2 separate regions of the Danio rerio genome follow, and region 2 is linked to region 1. Evidence: chromatin contacts called from public Micro-C data. All regions are on one chromosome and are shown on one strand. Each heading gives the region's core, a stretch centred on a gene start, on an enhancer-like site or on the middle of the called end of the contact. The rest is flanking DNA. Distances are from core to core; before and after follow the strand shown. Region 1 overlaps ccser2a (coiled-coil serine-rich protein 2a). Region 2 holds the start of sparcl2 (SPARC-like 2).

Region 1 (7,886 bases), core at 3,979-6,478:
TTGACACCAAACTTTATGTTCCTATTGTCACCTAACACTGACCACAAAACAATAAATTCATGACTCTGCCACCTATTGGTCAAGTTATAAATCAATAAATCCTTCATATGTTAATTGTTTTCATAATTTTCTAATATTTTAAGTGAAACATTTCTAAAATGTATTAAAAACTCACTTAGTCTGAAGTTTCTTACTAAACTTGTTGCTTTTTAGACCCTGGGGCTTATTCTGCCTCTGGATGCTTTGCTCATTCTGTCTCTGACTTTTTGGCTCCTTAATTGCTGTTTGCAGCTGTATTAATAATTAGGGTTGTCAAAAATATCGAAGTTGGTACAAATCGATACTGACATTTCCTGCTAACAATTGAGCACAGGCATTCTCATCCAAGATTTTTAAGTTTGTGCTTGATGAACAGTGGTAAAGCGATGACCTACAAGTCAATCAGCCTATCTGTTAATCTGTTGAGCTTGTGAACACGATTGCCAATCAGCAGTATTTAAGAACATGCTCAACAGTGCTAAAATATTAGCAGGAAATGGATTTTTAAAATTTCAGTATCGATTGGTACCAAGGTTGATACTTTTTACAACAATACTACTACTAATACTACTACTACTACTAGGTACAAGCTTACTACTACTACTACTACCAATAATAATAATAAAAATAAAATAATACTAGTTACAACCGTATTACTACTGCTACTATTACTAGTACTACTACTACTACTACTAGTTACAATCATCATACTACTACTACGACTACTATTACTACCACTACTATACTACTAATAATAATACTAGATAAACCTGCTACTACTGCTAGTTACAACCCTACTACTACTACTACTACTAATAATAATAATAATACCACTACTACTAGTTATAACCCTACTAATACTACTTCTACTACTACTAGTTACAACCCTACTACTATTACCACTACCACTTCTACTACTATTACTAGTTACAACCCTACTACTACTACTACTACTACTACTACTACTACTACTACTACTACTAATAATAATAATACTCCTCCTACTATTAGTTACAACCCTTTTACTACTACTACTGTTACTACTACTACTACTACTACTACAACAACTATATTACTAACTACTACTACTACTAGTACTATTACTACTACTGATAATAATAATACTAGTTACAATCCTACTACTACTACTACTACTACTACAACTATTAGTTACAACCCTACTACTACTAGTTACAACCCTACTACTACTACTACTATTACTAATCATACTACTACTACTAATAGTAATAATACTAAAAATAACAATAATATAATAAAATGTATGTATTATACAAGTATTATGTTTTCATAAAGTCCAATTTGTTATTGTTGTCAAATTTTTAAATTATTTTGTAGATAATTATATAAAAATACTATTCTGTGTTGTGAGTTCTTGTTCTAATCAATAATAATATTTGCATAGCTGTTAATAACAATGCTGAATTTTAAACATGACTAAACTGAAGTTAAATTAATAAATACATAATCTTTTCCTTCATTCTGTGTTTGTGACAAGGTTTCAGCTTTCACTGATTCCCCAGAGGAGGCTGTGACAGAGCCGAGTCTGAATGGGACCCTTCACTACACTGGGGAGGGTGCGGAGGATATGTCTCTCTCCTCGGCATCTTCTCTGGAGAGGAATGACACCAGTGAGGAGTTCCTAGATGACTTTGAAAACCTAGGGGACCAGTCCCAGAATGGCATCCAGCAGAACAAAAATCCTGTTGCCACAGCCACCCGGATACGCATGCAGAGCTTTTTGAATGAGACCATGGACTGGGCTGGGATTGGGCTGGCAGGTATTGCTAAACATAACTTTCATTTCTGCCATTTATCAGGGTCAACCAGTTCAATGTCATGTAAACATTTAAATCTTAAGTGAAGCATGGCAGAAAAGGGTGTTCTGATTCTTTATTATTGGAATTCATGCTTTCAGTGGTCCATTTGAGATATAGTGGCTGATAACCCTTGTGGTAAGCATGTAGATCCTGATGTGTGTTTAATTTTTAGGTGGTAAGGCAGATTTACAGAGTGCTCCACTACGTGGTCCACCGCTCATGTCCCCTGAAGTGGACCGTCATGCAGTCTCTTCTTTGGAGCTCTCACCCTCTAATAGCTCTGGAGGGACATACATGTGGGATGAGGAGGGCATGGAGCCACTGGGACACAACACACACATGCACCACTGCAGCAGTTTTGAGTCAGACCTCAACAGCGTCGTGAGTACACACATACATCCAGAATAAGATTGCAGAGTGTTGAGGTTATGTACAACAAAATAAAAAGCAGTACTTATTGACATGAGATGCATTGATCTGAAAGCTTCAAAGTACAGTGAACATATTAAATAAAAAAAGAAATTATATAGTGAATCTGAAAAGACAGGTTATAACAGTTGAAATTATAAATGATACTAATGAATAACAATAATAATTGTTATGATAATGTTAATGTACATACTCAAATAATAGTAACATTTTGAGTAATAGCAACAATATTGTTAGCAAGAAAAAAAAAACCCCATAAATTTTAGTAAAATTGTTTTCAACTTACTGCTGCTACTTCTACTACTATTACTAACTATAATTAGAAGTAACTTAAAGGTGCAGTTTGTATGTTTGACACTCAGTGGTTGAACTTGGTATTGCGTTCCTGGATCAAAACAAACGCAAGCACAGGTTGCCAGATTGAGGACCAAATGGAGCAGGTCGATTTTTAAATTGAGGCTGATTTAAATGGTGTTCTATATAAAAGCAAGGCCACGGTATGGAAGGAATTTTTTCCATATTAAATGGAGCATTCTTTGGAAGCCTTTCTGAATGAATGAATAAATGAAATATGGCGTTTTCCAACAAGGCAACCCGGGGTCCTGAAATATAATTGGCTAAACTGGCATTGGGGGTGGTAAAAGAACCAAAACAAAGATAGATGCTCCATGTAACAGACATTCTCAAAGCAGAATATCTGACTTCAACATTGTTTTCCAAATAAACAAGTATATTCACTTAGCATGTTTTTTTAAATATCTGCAAACATGATATTACATTTTTATAATTTAGAGATGATTATGATTTAGAGTCAAAAACTTACATACAGCACCTTTAAATTGATTTAAAATAAATCAGTACTTCAGGGGCCTCATGTACGAGGACTTGCGTGGAAATCTTACTAAAACATTGCGTACGCACAAAGCTGTAAATGTGCGTACGCAGAAAAAATTTCAGATGTATGAAACACTGCGTACGCCGAATCTCACGCATATTCTTTTGTACATCTGAATGAACGTGAAACTGAGCGCAACATGCACGAGCACAAAACCCCTCCCTGACTCCTCCCCCGTATGAATATGCTAATGACTATGCTAATGGAAAAACCCAACGAAAAAGCAATGGCAAAAGCAAGCAAAAAGAGAAACTTTGAACAGAATGTGAATTGGAGGTGCTTTCAGAGGTAGGCCGGAGAAAAGCGGTGTTATTTGCAAGTTTGTTCTCCGGAATTAACAATAAAAGAAATAAATAGAGCGGGAGAGTTTAGCTGATGCGGTTAACACAGTTGGGTCTGAACATCGCACTGAGTGCATTGAAAAAAGAAATATTGTGGTTTATATCTGTAAAATGTTGCAGGATGATTAACAGTCACAGTGGCGCTACTCGTAAGACCCATGTGTTCAGGAATTGATACGTTCGAGCATGAACTCGGCTCGAATCCAGCGTCTGATGAACTCTTTCTTGTTTTTTCCCCCGCTACATATCAGATTTTGTCAACTATTTATCACGAGAAAGACAAGTAGGAATCATTAATAAGTTCATATCAATAAGCATCATATTTTATTTGCACATTTATTGAATGGAAATGTTTCTGATTCACGCATGCAAATTCATCTTCAGATAGGTATGTAAGATTTCCATACCATACAGTTGACCAGCTAAACATTAAAGCACAATTTGCAGCGGTCGCCTGTTTTCCCAATGTAATCTGAGCGATCTACTGCACGCACATTGCTATAAAGACACTATCTGAAGATGAATTTGCATGCGTGAATCAGAAACATTTCCATTCAATAAATGTGCAAATAAAATATGATGCACAAACTTATTAATGATTCCTACTAGTCTTTCTCGTGATAAATAGTAGGCAAAATCTGATATGTAGCGGGGGGAAAAAAGAAGAAAGAGTTCACCAGACGCTGGATTCGAGCCGAGTTCATGCTCGAACGTGTCAAAACATGTTCACATGTGTCTTACGAGCTACGCCACTGAGACTGTTCAGGGTGCAGCAACATTTTACAGATATAATAATATTGAATGGAAATGTTACTGATTCACGCATGCAAATTCATCTTCAGATAGTGTCTTTATAGCAATGTGCATGCGGTAGATCGCTCAGATTACATTGGGAAAACAGGCGAGCGCTGCAAATTGTGCTTTAATGTTTAGCTGGTCAACTGTATGGTATGGAAACCTTATATACCTGCTGAACCCGCCTCATACAACTGCCATTGCAAGGCTCAGACACTTTGTAGAGAGCAATTTAACACAACTGCCTCTAGGAGTCGCCAATGGAAATAAAACAGACACGCACAAAAAATGTGCGTACGCCTGCCAGAAAGCTGCCGTGAAGTTGCGCACATTCCCACGTTCAGTTCATTGTTAGTAAATCCAAACGTGAGCGATTCTGAGCGTGAAACCTGGCGTACGCAAAGTTTTTGTGCGTACGCAGCGTTGATACATGAGGCCCCAGATCTCTAACCACACCAAAACTATTTCTACTTTATACATGCAGCTGTATTGTAGATTTGCTAAGATTATAGTTTGTATAAGTCCCAGAAAATTCAGTTTGCCGGTTTCTTTGTGTGCCTGTGTGTGTCAGGATCTCTCTGTCCTTATCCTGCTAATTATCTCCTTGCTAATTAAGGATTAGCCTCTGTTGCTGTTACTCGTGACTCTGCAGGAGTCTTGTTTCTAGGTCTTGGCGCTCTGAGAACAGCTCCTCTTCTGTCTCAGCTGTTTCCAAAGTTTCTGATCGACTAACAACCCTACTTAACATTCCAGCGTTTGATCCAGGCTGTGATGTTTTTGCGCAGTGATTCATGATGTCCAGTGACCAAGAGGATTTTAAACAGTAATAATCAGATTTGAAATACCAGTGTTCCCCTGTAGCAGACACACAAATGTACCCATTTACACACGCTAACTTGACTTTGACTTCAGATATTATGTAACTTCAGCATGTATATGTTTGAGCACAGCTGAGTCATTGTTGTCATACAAAACTGGGTTGTTCCTTTGAGGGAGTTTTACGTTATGTTTAGTTTTTGTAATTTGCTGTGGTTTAGGTTGAGCTTTGCTTTCAATGACATCTGGTGGTCTGCTATTAGTACTGCAGACAGTTTGCATTTGTGGTTTCACTATAGTTGAAAAAAAGTTTAATCAAGTTATTGTTTATGCTTGAGCTTTTGTTCAAACCTATTTTCTGAAGTAGTAAATTTTCATGTACACCTTTCCTGGATTTGGAATTGACAGGGTGTCCATGGGTCATGGAATTTCAGGAATGTTACGGAATTGAAGAAGGCTTAGATATTAGATATTGAATATCAAGGATTTCAATTTTTTCAAGTTATGTAATATCAACATGGGCCGGTACATAATTCTGACGGTATGATAACCTTGGATAAAAATATCATGGCTTCATGGTATTGTGATTACTGCTCTAAAATATATTCTTTTTAAATGTCTGGGTAAAAAAACAAAAACATATTTTCTCCTTTGAACACAAAACATTTTATTTTAAGAAACATTTATAATATTATATTATAATATATATAACATGTCAGGTAATTTCTTTACAATTTAAAGCAGCATCTTTGGATATCTTTTCTGCTGGGGACACTGTTGCCCTAAAAAACTAAGAAAAAATTTAATAAAAACGTACATATATAATTTTGGCAGTTTTAAAATTTAGAATTTTCCAAACCATGTTGAAAATGGTTATCTTCCTATGGCTAAATATTAGGGATGTCATTTTAAATTTTAGTTTTCATTTATTAAATAAAAATGTTCTTTATCATGTTTTTATATCACACTGTTTCTCGCTTGCTTAGGATAATGTAAATCTTAAGAGCTGGGTTTTAAAAAAGCAGTCACAAAAAAGCTAAATACAGTATACATTTTGTAAAACAATTACTTTTTGAGCTATCAAGTATAGGAGAAGAAGCACTTCATAGCCACAGCCAAAAAAATAACTGAGCTAAATTACCCATTGTTGATCTTCACAAAGTGTCTATTGAAGTCATGCAAAATTATATTTATTTTATTATTTTAGCATATTATTCAATGTTATATGATTAATGTATAAGGACAACATCAACCTGTTTTCCATTCATTAGAAGTCATGGAAATACAGTTTTTTAGTCGGAGAATGTCAGGGAATTAGACATTTGGTTTAAAGTGGGAACACTTGAGTGATTTAGTTATATTCCTCTTGATGACCATCGTGTCTAAAACGTGCAGAGTGTTTCAGTGATTAACCCCACCCTGTATTCCTCCTGTCTAGATCCCTGTTCTATGCCTATCTTTAACTTAAGGCTCCTGTGGTCTCGTGGATACTGAAATGGAGACGGAGCTTTATTTAGATCTCATCTGATCTTACCTTCAGCCAGTGATGTAATGCCAATCTGGAGCTTGAATTATTTATGTAAACTGGAATTCATTTGAAAGTCTGCAAAAATGTTACAGTTTTGGTTTGAATAATTTTTAATAAATTATTATATGGAATTTAGTTATCTTCTATTAGTATACAATGTAAATTAAATCAAAAGGTTACACATTGATAGGATGTATAGGGTTATTAAAATATACTATTATTTTAAATATTTTTAAATATATTAATACTATTATTATTTTTTTACCCATTTTCACTGACAGAGATTTCTTTACCAGCATCAAGCCAGGTGTGAAGTCCTTAAATCCTTCATTTTAATCTGCTGTTTTTGTGTTTTTTTGATGTTAGGCTTGTGGTTCTTATTACTGAATAAAAAAAATCTATATTATAAAAAATAAAATGTATTATTAAATGAGTAAAAACAAGTATGGTTTGCGTTTAAGGCCACAAGGGGGCACTATGGATTTAGGAAACACTGTAAATGTTTTTAGTATGAGACTATATCTGGTTCTCTGTTATTGTATACTAGTGTGTTTAATCCCCCAGATCACTTCTACAAAGTGCATCTTCTGTTAGACTTAGGAGTTGTTTGTTCTAAATATAGCCTGTCTTGCAGGAGGCATTTACCGGCCAATTCATTAGCTGCTAAATGATGGAGGTGCATAAGCCTTTGTTTTTCAACGCCGTAAGTGATTCTGAGACGGCCTTTTATCGGCTGCTGCCTCAGTATTAATTAGCTGAGAGCTATAAAGCATTGTTTAAGCTTTGTTGTTTGCTGACTTTAGTCATACAGTAAACAGGATTTGAATAATTTTAGCTTCAATATTTAAGCTGTCTAATCAGCTTTTAATTCATTTTGACTGCTTTATTGATACTTTTACATTTCGCTAAATCCCTTTGTTATTCCTAATGACTTTTGAGAGTTGTTTCATATATGTGCTCAATGCACATCTTCACTGATGCTTGTGAGGCTCTACTAGTATGTGAAATTGAATCTAATGCACACATTCAGGGTGACAGGAGCAAAAACTGAAAGATAAAAAACTCCTTTACTCTGAAGTAGTGTCTTGGTATTTTTGTATTATATTTTATAGTTGGCGGTGGAGTTCATGATATTAACATACGCTAGATGTATCTGTTATGATTCAGATTAAACGTATAAATAACTATGATATTGAAATAACCAA
Region 2 (7,886 bases), core at 1,542-4,041, 37 kb before region 1:
TAAACGTAACATTCTTTAGTGTTTTTAGTTATAGCAGACACATAACATCATAAGTTGTTAATATTAGGTTATATTTAGGTTGTGATGTCAGGTGACGAAGTTCAATGTCTAGCTAAGGACAAGTCTATGTTGATGTCCAATAACGACGTCAAATTACGTTGATATTTGGTTGATTTTAGGCTGTGTTAGAAACCAAAATCCAACATCGAACCAACATCTTAAACCAATGTCATACTGACGTCAAATACTAAGATTTATTTTCAGGTATGGCAACCAAAATCCAACATCTGATAGACGCCATAGTGGTAACGTCACAACGTCAAGCTGTAACATCATTAGACATTGATATTTGGTTGATTTTAGGTTAACCATTGAACATTTTAAGTTGGCCTGACCTTGGGTTCTGATGTCAACCCAATTTTCATTTCCAAACAAAGTGCAACATCCCCATGAAGTTGTGGGTACAATACCAATCTGACATCATGTTGACGTCTTGTGCCTGCTGGGTGTTTAAGGCCATTCCGGTCATCATACAGTAAACATCCGTCATCTTCTCATCAGTGACATACATCTAAACAGTCTCTGGGTCATTGCATGTAAAGGTTTTGGACATCTTCCTGGACACTATTACACTTCCAAACAGTTTGCTGCAATTATAAATTGCCCATGTCTTGAGGAAGTTTATTATGATGCAACAGTAATCAGATTAACCCTAGTAATTAACCAGTAATCAGTAACCCTAATCCCCATAGACAGCAAAAAAAAAAAAAAAAAAAAAAAGTAGTGACTGCAGGTTGAAAGAAAGTATTGGGGTAAAAGTGCCGATACTGCACTAATATGCACTCAAGGGGAAGTAAAAAAGTACACAATTTTAAAACTACTGAGTTAAAGTACTTGGAGTTTTTGTAAATTGTTACTTTACACCTCTGCCAGCAGGTTCACAAAACACTAATTCAAAAACACAGCTGTAGTGTGTTAATAAAATCACTGAAAAAATTAAGTCTTCGCTGTCTCAACTGAATTTTTTAGGTTATAGAATTAACCTGTTGATTTAATGTAAATTCAATAATTTGATGAAAAAAAATAATTCTATAAGTAATTTAAATCACCTTTATAATGTATGTAATTCCACTACAGCAGTTATAATATAACAGTAAAATAAAAACCTTGAATTAATTTCTAATTTCTGACAGGGGCAGTTCACCCAAAAGGAAAATTTACTCATGATTCACTCTCCCTATAATTGTTCCAAATCTTTATAACTTTCTTTCTTCTGTTTCACACAAAAGAAGATTCCATAGTATTATGAGATGAGGTCCATATAGAAAAAAACAAGTTCTGCATACAGTAAGTAATTGATTAATGTTTCCAGCTTTCTTCAAAATATCCCCATTTTTCTTAACCAGAAAAAATAAAGTCAAATAACTTTGAAACGAAGAGTAAACAAGGACAGAGTTCTCTTTTTTTGGTGTACAATCCTTTTAATTCATGTTTTAAGATTTCATTAACTTAATACCATAATGTTCATTTCAAATTGCCATTATTTTAAAGTTGCTTTTCCTAATCATTTCTCATTACAGTTTTAAAAATACAAGCACACTAGCAACATGTTCTCACCATATCAACAGTAAGCCACTTACCATGACGACACCAAGGTGAAGCGTCGCAGTCAAGAAGAACAGTTGAGCGAGCAGCTGCATGGCTCACAGAACGGACGTTGACGGATCTGTAACATTCATTCAACAGGTGCCTTTTTAAAGTTCAAGATCTCACCCAGAATGCACTCAGACATATAAAGTTTTTCCTTCACCAACTAAAACTTCTCAGAATGAGCACGAGTGACTGAAGACTGCATTTAAAATTTAATCAATCTCTCACAAAGATTTCAATCCTCTGTAGGACATCCTAAGAGACATCCTTCATTTCATCAAGAAAACACAGCACTAATGAACACTGCACAAAAGATATGCAGAAAAAAAAACCTTCACGTAAACACATCAGCGCTATCAAATCAACTTTTTATATGTCAAAGAAATCAAAAGTGTAAAATATCATACTTATAAATATGAAGACAACAGTCCCCAAAGCGCAAATCTGGATCAAAGCTGATTCCGTCTGATCGCTCTTCTCTTTAAATAACTCACAGTAGTCTCAGTATTGTGTATAAGCCCCGGAGTGCTCATTAGAAGTGTGTGTGTTTGTGTGTGTGTGTAGAAAGTAGTAGCCCCATCACTGGGAAGTCATTACTGTATGTTACGGCTCAGAGCAGATAGAGTTACACTAACAGAGCAGTCGTACTGACAGAATCACCCTTTCATTCCTTTTGCTTTTTCTTTTAATTGGTGTTGAAATTCTTACCAGACTCTCTATTCTCTTATGATCTCTCCTGCTTCTCTCTCCGTATTCCCTCTCACAATATATGAGGCAGCCACATACCTTTCTTTTTCCTCTGCCCCTCCTTAAGTTGTCTTTTCCCCCCCTTCATCTGCTCTCTTTTTGATAAACCATTTCTACCTTCTCCTCTTACCTGGCACTCCGATCCTCCATTTCCTCTCCTACTTTTCCTGGCTTCACCTGAGAAGTCCTTAATTAGCAATCCATTAACAGCATGGACGCACAGACACTCACTCACCTCCACTTACTGTACACATGGGCTGTGAAAAACATCTAAAGACGCAGTGTGAACCTGAACTCTCTCTCTTTTTTCTCTCCTCCTACTCTGTACTACGTTCATCCATCTGTTTCTTTGGCCTGTAAATCTTTTTGTCTGTGGAAAAATGCCAAGCTCAATGAAAACCAGAGCTCTCTCACTTTCTTTTTATCTCTGTCTCTCTCTCCCTCTCGTGCGCATAAACATGAAATCGAGGGCACTGGGCCGGATGGCATGAGTCAAAAACTATGCTTTGAATTTCAAAACAAAACTGTTGTGTATGTGAACTCACAACATTGCACAAATCTTCGTGGAAAACGGTGTTTACATGTGCATGTTGTTTTTCTGTGAGTCAAGCTTTTGCAGGTGCTGATGAGTCTGAGGTTTCAAACTCGTTTGATTATAGTCGTAGGCAATACATAAATAATTTTCTGAGGTGTCCTGCCGTCTAAAGCATCTGAACTTTGTGCCCTTTGACCTCAACATGAATGAAGTCAGCAGGACAGTTTGTTTGCCATTCATCACTTCTGCTTTTGTTAAATGTGTGGGAGATCTCCCACATGTTGGTTCATATGTTATTAATTTAGCATAAACGGGACAATGGCTCCCGTTATGTGTGCAAAACACAACTGTGCAATGATGGCGCCCTCAGCAGTGGCGCTTAGAGCGAGTCTGTGAAGTAGTTCTATGGCGCCATCTGGTGTTTATTTATAAAAATCGAAGGTGAAATTTAGATGTTAAGTCACATTTAAATATTTAACACTAATTTATAGGGTGTAGATAGTTTCAAAGCTGGGGTAAATGGTGAAATAACAGTGTTGATTTCGCAAGTTCATAAATAATACAGCTTTAATTTAAGATATAAAGTGGCTTTACAGAAAACAATAGTATCATAATTCAGCTCATCATTTCAGTCTTAATTAATTTTAGTTAAAGTCTGCCTGTTTATTTTTCTAGTTTACGTTAAGTACCCAAAACCAGAAAAAGCACATTGAGGGTAAAAATCTCTTTTGCAAGTGCATCCTGGCCAAGATTAGGCTGTATATACAGTTCACATGGGTTTAACAAACAAACAAACAAACAAATAACAGGTAACATCATTCTTCCATCAAAACACACATACAATCAGGCAGATTTTCCCAATAAGCAAAAGAGGCAAGCCGCTTAGGGCCTCAGGAAATTTGGGGGCCCCTAGTAAATACCTAGAATAAATTTATACACGACATCGTTTTCTATCATATTTTGTATGGCGAGGGTCTAACAAATTAAATTTTAATGTAATTATAACATCAACGCAAATTTGTGTTATACTCAGAATCATGGAGCAGTTTAGCAATCAAGTCAGGTAAAGATTCAGTTAAAAAAAAATATATTATTTTCCATTTATTAATTAATTCAAACAAATCACTTAAAATGTGTAGATTCCATTAGGAAAAAATTGAAAAAGGAGATCTAGTGATATAAAAAAAACCCTGCAAAATAAATATATTAAAAATAATTACAAAGGGTGCATTTTAGGACTGTTGGGCCCTTTGGCTAAAACTGCTTAGGGCCCCCAAATCACTAGATCCACCCCTGCATACAACAACAATTAAAAACTATTCAGAACATCTACAGGCCAAAGTTTTAAACTTGAAATCATTTAAAATCTTTTTAAAAGCATGTAGTGAAACCAACTCTTTAAACTGAAACTTTGGAGGTTATTCCTTGTAAAAGGTGCTGCATATTTAATACTTCATTTAAACTTTTTTCCCATTTCAGCACCAGTGGTACAGACAATAAAAAGATTTCCTGAGACTAAAGCCTGTAGTTAGAGACAGTTTTTTTCTTTAACAAATGTAAGTTTGGAGATATGAAGGGAGTAAACCCAGAATAGATTTATAAACAAAGATCTGACAATGCTTGAGCCTACAAGTGGACAAAGCAGACCATCCTACCCGAGTGTACAACACACGATGATGACTGAGGGATTTTAGATTTGTCATAAACCTCAGTGCACCATGGTAAACAGTGTCTAAAGCATGCAAAGATGCATGCATATAATAACATTGCCATAGTCCAATACACACATAAAAGTTGCAGAAACACGCTTCTTTTGGCATCAAAAGGAAGACAAAATTTGATTATAAAATAGAAGCCTAAAATAACTTGCAATTATTTCCCCAGTTGCTGAACATGAGGGCTAAAATAAAAAAATTTAAAAAATAAGATAAAATGTATTTTGAAGAAACGTAACCATTGACTTCCATAACACTTGTTTTTTCTATGGAAGTGTATGGTTACAGGTGTTCAGCTTTCTTCAAAATATCTTCTTTTGTGTTCAACAGAAAAAAAGTTATAAATGTTTGAAAGTAAACTTTTACATTTTGCGTGAACTATCCCTTTAAGTTAATAGGTGAAACATTTCATTGTGGTAATCTTTAAGCAAAGCTGACCATATGCTTCTGTTCTGGAATGGCAGTACTTCTTTAATGGCATCAGTTTGATGGTTGGGGAAAATATGCTTAGCCACACCAAACTGTTTATTTGCTGTGAAAGAAAGATCAAAGAAGGAGTGCAAAAAATAAAAATCCTCATCATCACACTGAAATAAAAGCCTGTAGCAACTTACAGCTTAACCAGATTTTAAATAAATTGGGAGACTTTTTGCCATTTGGGATGGCCAAGGAAAATATCCCACCTGACCTGAATTCACCAGAATCTTTAAATTTATGAAGCAACTTCACTTTTAGCTGTAAAGCAGTGTAACACATGACTTTGGTGTCATTATTTTTCTCAGTTTAGTTAAAAAGAGTTTTTGTGCTTTTATCTACCTGCAGTTAGTTAAAATGTACTTTTCATTAATTGTCTACTGTGGCAACCCTATTTGGCTTCAACAATTTGTAAATGTGGACATTTCACCCTAAAGGGACATTTCAAAAAATGAAGATAAAAATGAAAATTTTCATTTAGTTTGAGTTTCTTTCTTGAGTAAAAAGACATTTTGAAGAATACTGAGAGCGATAGTCAAGGGATTCCGTAGTATTTCCTTTGGATGATGGCTACTGGTTTCCAACATTCTTGAAAATGTATTCTTTATTGCTCAATAGCAAAAAACTGACAAAAGTTTGGAATCAGTTTAGGTTCAGTAAATGGTGAGCAAATGTTCCATTTTTGCACAAACTATACCTTCAAGAACTCAGTTTTGTTTTTTCCCTCACCAAAGAATAGTCATATGTTTTTTCTTCCATCAAATGAATCTGTGTGAATGTAAAGACTACAGAAGCTTTTTCAAAAGAAAAAGTTCTTAAAATTTAAATTAAAATGACATATTTATATATTTAGTGATTTTTTTCTTAAAATATCATCAAAGTATATCATTCTATAGCTCTCTCATTCTCATTGTGCAGCCCTACTGAAGCACTGTTATAGATTTTTGGCAGGACAAAAAGCACAAAAGATTTTGTTGCTGAAGAAGTTGCCAGTTTTATACTTCTACAGTCTACATTTTTTAAAGGCTGAAATCTCTAAGGTTATTCAGCAGATTAAATTTTAACAGCTAGAGCTGAGAGTTTCCCATAGTCTATCAAGGTAGAAGGAAAACTGAATGGTGTAGTAAATTTGGTGAGTCAAGTGTGCACAAGTACACTGGAAATCTTCAGCATGGTGATCCTGACTGGCACACAAATTAACAGAAACTACAAATACACCCACAAGCACGCACGCATGCTTGCACGGTATAAAATAGTGATGTACTGTAAAAGTAGCAGATCTTTTCTTCCATATTGTTATGTTTTTAAATCAAATTACTAAAAAAGAAAATTTAGCAGAAGGACTTCATTGGTTGTCAATTAAGGAAGATCTTAATGCCATCACAGTGTATAAATTGTAGGGTTTAAAGGGATAATTTCCCTTAATTATTTAACTTACCATTTACCTGCCATCAAGTGCTTCCAAACCTTTAAGAGTTTTTTCCTTCTGTTGAACCAAAAATTGAACAAAAAGAAACAAACACAATATATACAGTAATAACTAATGTTGTGTTTAACAGAACAAAGTAAGTCAAACAGATGAATTTGACATTTTGGGTGAAGTATTTCTTTGGAGACGTTCACTATCTAAATGCCACCAGAGACATTTTCAAAGGGACATTTCACTCAAAAAAGCCAAAAAATTCTGTATATTTTTTTCACCAGCAGGCCATTCAAGACATCAACTTGTGAGCCACAGGTTTTGATTCTGTTCAGCCTGTTATTTATTATAATTTTTTTTCATTAAGGACCACGGCTTCAGCTTAAAACCTTTTAAATGGTCTTCTGAAGAAATAATAATTTTAAAAATAAAATAAAATGCATGTATGACTGACGACGCGGTGATGCAGAAGGTAGTGCTGTCGCTTCACTGTAAGAAGGTCGCTGGTTCGAGCCTAAGCTGGGTCAGTTGGCATTTCTGTGTGGAGTTTGCATGTTCTCCCCTTGTTTGCGTAGGTTTCCTCCGGGTGCTCCGGTTTCCCCCACAAGTCCAAAGACATGCGTGACAGGTGAATTGGGTAAACTGAAATTGTCCGTATTATATGTGTGTGAATGAGAGGGTTTCCCAGTGATGGGTTACGGCTGGAAGGGCATTCGCTGTGTAAAACATGTGATAAATTGGCGGTTCAATCCGCTGTGGCGACTCCAGATTAATAAAGGGACTAAGCCGAAAAAAATGAATGAATGAATAAAATACATGCAGTTATAAAATAAATATGGTGTATTTTAATTCAACACCAACTTTGCCACCGAGCCCTCTCCTCCTTTCTTTCTGAGTGAAGTAAGAAACAGGATTCAGGTTTTGCCACAGACACCTGATATTACTGGCACTGTGTTGAAATCCATCCATTAGGCTTTGCCCAGCACTTCACATCTACTATGGTGTGTGTATTAATATCATTGTGTGTATATATGTATATTGATATTAACTTACACAGCCTTTAAAGTAATCTAAATGTTTTCATTTAATTGAAACCAGTTTTGCAATTCATTGACTTAAGCAAAAATATGGAAACTAGGCCCAACACAATCGTATGCCTATATACATGCCTATATAAACAAACTTACAATCCACATCCAATAAGGCAGACAACGTTTGTTTGATATTAAACATAACCATCCTTGCAATTATATAAAACATAATAAACGTTCTACATCACATGTCAACACCGTCATTCAAGTATCGCGCGCGCTCCCGGCAGCTCGTGCACTGTGAATCACGTCCT

Evidence for each region. A called contact is a pair of places that touch in the nucleus more often than the background predicts.
Region 2: a Micro-C map of caudal fin shows a contact between it and region 1, with 5 times the contacts expected there. The contact joins the promoter of sparcl2 here to the enhancer-like site in region 1. A contact is called at or near these places in 2 of 18 Hi-C or Micro-C datasets (caudal fin and an unstated tissue).

Annotation. Positions count from the first base shown.
Region 1 is chr17:27,974,948-27,982,833 of GRCz12tu, reverse strand. ccser2a (coiled-coil serine-rich protein 2a) reads left to right here. Exons shown (of 12, transcript XM_073928595.1): 3 at 1,556-1,838; 4 at 2,050-2,258. Among named protein-coding and RNA genes, the nearest start is that of ccser2a, 30 kb to the left of the region's middle. Within about 2 kb of position 5,228, at least 4 of the 62 cell types and tissues checked have an H3K27ac peak or open chromatin away from gene starts, as enhancers often do.
Region 2 is chr17:28,009,281-28,017,166 of GRCz12tu, reverse strand. sparcl2 (SPARC-like 2) reads right to left here and starts at 2,791. Exons shown (of 9, transcript XM_068214596.2): 1 at 2,633-2,791; 2 at 1,641-1,726. The coding sequence starts at 1,700. ccser2a (coiled-coil serine-rich protein 2a) reads left to right here and starts at 7,866. Exons shown (of 12, transcript XM_073928595.1): 1 at 7,866-7,886.